Regions from separate parts of the Oryctolagus cuniculus genome. Here region 2 is linked to region 1. A link is a contact called in public Hi-C data. All regions are on one chromosome and are shown on one strand. Each heading gives the region's core, a stretch centred on a gene start, on an enhancer-like site or on the middle of the called end of the contact. The rest is flanking DNA. Distances are from core to core; before and after follow the strand shown.

Region 1 (3,161 bases), core at 238-2,737:
CCCTCAGCTTACCTTTTCCCAAATATCTGCATTATCGATTTTACCGCTGTGTGTGCTGGCGAGACAGAAGCGCGGCATGCATAGTCTCACTGTAGGAAACATCAGGCCATACCTGAGAAAAGCCAAAGTCTCTGGCCCTGCCCTTCCGTTCCAGGCCCTTCTCCACTGTTCTCACCAAGGTGGGGTTCTCATAGGCTACAAATAAGTAGGGAGTGAACTTTTAAATGATGAGTTTGGGGCGGTTTAGTTCTTCACACTGTTCTTACAATTTCTTTGTAAATTGGAAACTCCCTCAAAGTTTTCCTTTAAGTTAACATGAAGAGAACTTTAAAAGCAAACATCAGCCTTCCAAGGAAAACTCCTCTTAGGCTGCAGACTCACAGGGTGCATTTTCTGTCCTCTGTTAGCAGAAGCACTGAAGCAAACTTGTCCAGGAAATCTGGCCACACTCACACCCAGGGGCCTGCAAATGAGGGACAGGACCCCTGAGCTCCCCAGGAGCACTAGGCTCCCTGGGTCTCAGCCCTCCTACCCCACCTCCAAGCTCCAGCAGAGACTGTGACAAGGGGTACAAAGCCAGAGACTGCACATTTCCCCACCACCTGGCCCTCACTGTCCTGCCACTTGGGCAAAAAAAAAATGCCTGTAAGGATCTGGGCACCCTTTATTGACCGTGATAGAAAAACCCCCTAGAGGGCACAGTGGGTTAAAGCCCTGGCCTGAAGCGTCGGTATCCCATAAGGGGGCTGGTTCAAGTCCCGGCTGCTCCTCTTCCGATCCAGCTCTCTGCTATGGCCTGGGATAGCAGTAGAAGATGGCCCAAGTGCTTGGGCCCCTGCACCCATGTGGAGACCCAGAAGAAGCTCCTGGCTCCTGGCTTTGGATCAGCACAGCTCCGGTCGTTGCAGCCTTCTGGGGAGTGAACTGGCAGATGGAAGACCTCTCTCTCTGTCTCTACCTCTCTCTGTAACTCTGTCTTTCAAATAAATAAAATAAATCTTTTAAAAAAAAGGAAAACCCATAAAGGAAGGCCATAATCTAAAGAGGCTCCCTGTCTCCACAAGGCAGGAGCTTTTCTGGTGCTAGCTAATAGTGATGGAGAAATGCTGAGTAGGTGTGCTGGGAAATGGGTGACAAAGGGCCATGCCTGACAGCTGTGTCCCCAGCCTGGGAATGTCCACATTCCTAGAGTGTGGTCCCTACACAATCTCTGTAGCATGAAGACAGCACCTACCTGCTCCCGTTATGTTGTGTGTGTGTGTGTGTGTTTTGTGTGGGGGAGACTTTCTGGTCTCAGGACAAAGGGAACCGACGCTTTCCTCATTTCTAATGACCTGTTGACCACAGATCAGTGTCCCTGACTGCACCACAGCTCACCTCCAGAGGGAGGAAGTGCTGCCTGTGGCTCCGGGGAGGAAGGAGAAGGCAGGCTCTCAGCCAACCCATTACTCAGCAGGTGAGCTGATTGCATCAGGCTAGTGGTTCAGTTGTCATCCCAGTGTCCAGGGCAACAGCACAAACAGTGTGCAGCCATCTAGGTCAATGCCCTGGGCTCCCTCTCACAAAATCCTCCGTGGCATGTGTGGTAGAAGGGGGCAGGGCACAGGTAGGCAGCTAGATGTGAGGACGTTTCTCCAGCCTGGGTACATTTCCAGTCTCCTTACTCTGCCTAGAGGTGCACTAAGTAAAACCACAAACCCAAGTCCCACCCCAGTGCTTTTCTAAGTGCTGGGGCGCACTACAACAAGAGACCCCACTACAACAAGAATTGTAAAAACACACCCTCCTCTACAATTCAACTCTGTGTCTTGAAATGCAAACCATGCCTTCCCTACAAGAAAACAAAAAGCCAAAGCCATCCCGAGGTTACACAGAATCTAGCAGTGTCTACAAAATTGGACTTAGGACAGAGGCAAGAGGAAGGGGAGGTTAGGAAATGGATGAGAAGACATGAGCTGGGAATTAGGTGTGGGAGTTTGAGACAGAAGTCAGAAAGAAAAAGAAAACAGAAGGAGTTCATTGAAGCTTATGATCAGAAAGCAGAAGGATTTCAGACAAGATAAACTCATTGTTCAGCAAACAGTGCTAGATACTGGGAATAAAAAACTGCAAAACTCTTGCCTCTAGATGGTGGAACAGTCTAGTAGAAGATGCTGATATAAACAAATAAGGAAACTGTGTGACCTTCATGTTGGGCGTTTATATTTTGCTAAGGGAAATAAAGGAGTGAGCATCAGGGACATTTGGGCTGGGTATTGAAAGATGAGTAAAACTTTGCCAAAGAAAAAAGGGCAAGGGCCTAAAGAGATTCCAAAAGTAAATGAGTCAGGGGCCAGCGCTGTGGCACAGTAGGTTAACGCTCTGGCTTGGAGCGCTGGCATCCCATATGGGCACCGGTCCAAGACCCTGCTGCTCCACTTCCGATCCAGTTCTCTGCTATGGCCTGGGAAAGCAGTAGAAGATGACCCAGACACTTGAAAGATATCTCTCTCTCTCTCTCTCTCTCTCTGCCTCTGCCTCTCTGTAACTCTGCTTTTCAAATAAATTAATAAATCTTAAAAAAAAAACTTCCACTGATGCTTCTGTGGATCTCCAGTCCAAAAACCGTTCATTTGTAAGGTGAGCTAATATCCAGAGAAAATAAACTCAGGTGGAGAACTAAGTTTAAGAAGCCTCAATATTCCATTGTTCAATTTCTCCCTTGCTTTTGTTGACATGCTTCAATATCTTCCTGTTTGCAATTTGGGTTCCAATAGCAGCAATTTGTTAAAAAGCTTCAGACACCAAAGTCGTCTGGCCCTTCATTCATTGAATACTTTAATTTTTACATCTGACTTTAATCTAAATGCAGCCAGAGAGCTTGTTTACTAAAAAATTTTTCTTGTGCTGCCAATGAACCCACCATATTAACATCAGTTGCTTGGAATTAAAAACGAGCAAAATTAATTTAGAAGAAATAGCATTTGATCAAAATGAATAGCACAGCTTTACTGAGTAATATGTAAATGTACCCCCTGCAGCTGCTTCATATTTCTGCCCAGCTTCTCTCTCCCTCTGTTTGTTTGTTTATTTATTTATTTATTTGAGAGATAGAGTTACAGAGAGAGGGAGAGACAGAGAGAAAGGTCTTCTATCTGCTGGCTCACTCCCACAAATGGCTG
Region 2 (3,161 bases), core at 218-2,717, 87 kb after region 1:
TCTAAATCAAAAAAAACTTTTGGAAATTCTGCCCAACATCTTTTCAGGTTTATTTAATACTACTGAAGATTTAAAACACATCCCAGATTTTCGTCATCGAAGCGATTACTCCACATAATTGATGAGTAGCTACTGTAGCGACACACAAAAAAATGATTCATTCTACACATTTTCCAACAAAATATGTGCAACACCTCTGTGCCACACTTAGATACAGAGTTAACGAAGGACGCCCAAAATGTCAAGTGACTCAAACAGTGTTTTAAGAGCAAGCTGGTGGTAGCCACGGTGTGTTATCTTCCCAGAAGATGTAAAATACATATACATGAACATGGGCATTGTAATTAGAGAAAGCATCACACAAAGGTCCTCCTCAGCTACCCAAAAGGGGATTTTCCATAACCTTTCAAGAGAGCAGAGTTGGCAGAGGGGCTGCCGCCCAGGTTTGTCGGGGAGCTCCTATTTCGACAGTGCAGTCGATCGGAAGCGAACTCTAAACTCCGTTTCGAGGCATCCAGGATGGGCACGATCACTTGTATCCGGGTAGCATCTTCCCTCAAAGCGCACACACTTACCTGGCAAGAAACCTCCCTCCAAGAGTGGCTGGGAGGGCTGAGAGGTGGGACGTGCGCCGTGGGGACGCCGTCACACACACTGGTCCCCCACTCTGCCCTGCGCTCGACCCCGTGGGGCCGAGAGGCTGTAGGGCAGCGACTTGGAAACCCTCTGCCCTGCCTGGGGGAGAGCTGGGTGCGGGGGGCAGCGGGAAACGAACGAGACCCCGGCCAGAGTTGGCGCTGACAGGCCCGGGTGAAAGGGATGTCACCCACCTGCGCGACCTCTTCGCCATCCTTCAAGTACCGCATAGGCGCGGGCTGGGCGGGGACGCAAGTCAGCCTCCTCCAGCCTCAGGCGAATGCTCCTTCTCCCCGACTCTCCCAGCGGCTTCCCTCGCTCCCTCCCAGAGGCGGCCGAGAGCGGAACGCCAAGTCCCAGGCAGGGCAGGACGGAGGGACTGAGGGGCGGACCGCGACCCGCCCCCGGCCCGCAGCGCTGTGTCCTAGCCCCGGCCCGGCCCGGTCAGGGATGCCCCCAACATGTCAGGAGGCACGCTCCCGCCCCTCGCCAGCTTCTTCGGCCGCCTCTGAGCCTCCCGGCTGAGGTCCCAGCGCAGCTCCGCCGCGGGCGCCGACCCCCGCCCTCTCCCCGCAGCGAGCAGCTGTGCAGGGCTCGCAGCCTCCTGCAGGGTTTTGTCCGCACCGCCGAATCTCGCGCCCAGCCTCCCTCAAGAGCCGCCGTTTGAATCTGCGCACGCGGCCCGGAACCTTATTGGCTGTGGCGCCCGCACGCGGGGGGCCAGGGCGGGGCGGGGAGAGCGCGCGCTGCTGAGGGCGGGGCTGGGGAGCTGGAAGCCAGGACTGGAACTCGCGGGAGACGGCGAAGGAGCGGGGAACTAGGGGGTGGGGCCGTAGGCGGGGCTCGCGGGCCGAGCTGTGCCGGGACCCGGAGCGCGCGGAGAGCCGCACCGCGAGGGGGCGGAGCGCCCTGGCCGCGCGCGGCCTGCAGGGAAGCCGAGTTCCTGAGCTTGAGGGGCGGATCCGGAAGCGGCGGCCGCAGAAGCCGCCGCCCTCAATTTCCCCGGGTGAGCGGATGGTGTCCCTGGGGAAGGGCGGTCCTGCCGCCTGGCCGAAGAACGTCTCTGCAGCCTTTCTGGGCAGTAGGTCCTGGCTGTTTGGATGTATCCCGCCTTCGTAATTAGGCGCGGTCGTCGGATGTGACACAAATTTAATCATAACATTTTCGCGGCGGTTATTTTTTTAAGCAAAAACGGGAGCTATTTTTACCCAGAAGACATCCTAGCTAGGAGAGTGGCGAAGATTCTGTGGCAGGGAACTGAATATCACCTCATTTTTCCTCAAGAAGGAACAGAAGTGTGACAAGTGGAAAAGATTTTAGGCGGAGACGTGTGTACAGCGGTAAAAGGAAATGATGCGTGTGTGCATTACGTTCTCAAAGTACTTAATGCAGCGCCCCACCTTAAGGGATAGAACTGATGTGCGGGGTGGGGGAGCTTGGTCCGGGAGAATAATGCGAGAAGACAGAACAGAGGTGGTCTGGGAACTTGGTCCAGATGAATAAGTACGATGGACAGCCCGAGACGTTGACCTTCCGCCCTCACAGGAGAAGCGGGGGTGGGACGTGCGGTACCGCACCGCGGGAGCTTCCAGCAGTTGGAGCCACTAGAGGCTCCAAGTCTAGTAACTAGGAACTGCGCAGTTCGCCTAGCAGGAAAGTAGGTTAACTGCACTAACGATTAGACACGGTTAAGGATTCAAATTTGCAAGACAGCATGCTCTACTGGATAGAGCACTGAACCGCGTGTTAATATTGTACCAAACTGACATTTGCTATTTTGAAATTCTACGCATCATCTTTTGCAAATCAGAAATGCAGGTGCAAATCTGAATTAAGAGGTGGTTACAAGCACTACTGTCAAAACTTAAATACATTTGCGTTTTTAGAGTTCCTTTTTCTCAAGGTATAGATTATGGGAAGGTTAAGCAGCTTTTTATTCCAAATCATGCTGAATTGCTGGTCCACTTTAAAAAAAAAAAAAAAAAGATTTGAGGGCCAGTGCTGGGGCTTAGCGATTAAAGACTCTGCCTGCAGTGCTGGCATCCCATATGGGCGCCAGTTGGAGTCCCAGCTGCTCCATTTCCAATCCGGCTCCCTGCTATGGCCTGGGAAGGCAGTAGAAGTTGGCCCAGGTCCTTGGGCCTCTGCACCCGTGTGGGAGACCCAGAAGAAGCTCCTGGCTCCTGGCTTCCTATCAGGCCAGCTCCCGTTGGGGCCATTTGGAGAGTGAACCAGCAGATGGAAGACCTCTCTGGCTTTTTCTGCCTCTGCCTCTGCCTCTCTCTAACTCTGCCTTTCAAAAAAATAACTTAAAAAAAAATAGATTGGAAATTAGTTTCCAAGTTTCACTAGATTTCGAAAGTCACTTGGAATCAGACATTTCCTATTTTTTCCTGGGTCATACTTCATATATATTCTGACAGGAAGCTGAGATTCTGCTATATTTTAGGCTACAGTTTTATACAGAATACCTTTTTAGGGCTTGAAGCAGTTTTTAAAGATCTCAACAGTAAAATTACTGCCCC

What was found. Hi-C and Micro-C count contacts between places; a contact is called where the count stands out from the background.
Region 2: a contact with region 1 is called in a Hi-C map of liver, with 4 times the contacts expected there. The contact joins the promoter of MYBL1 here to the enhancer-like site in region 1. A contact is called at or near these places in 2 of 6 Hi-C or Micro-C datasets (ear pinna and liver).

The regions. Positions count from the first base shown.
Region 1 is chr6:92,186,729-92,189,889 of mOryCun1.1, forward strand. No RefSeq gene overlaps it. Among named protein-coding and RNA genes, the nearest start is that of VXN, 33 kb to the left of the region's middle. Within about 2 kb of position 1,488, at least 1 of the 8 cell types and tissues checked has an H3K27ac peak or open chromatin away from gene starts, as enhancers often do.
Region 2 is chr6:92,274,012-92,277,172 of mOryCun1.1, forward strand. It overlaps MYBL1 (MYB proto-oncogene like 1), which reads right to left and starts at 1,468. Exons shown (of 16, transcript XM_051844529.2): 1 at 831-1,468. The coding sequence starts at 850.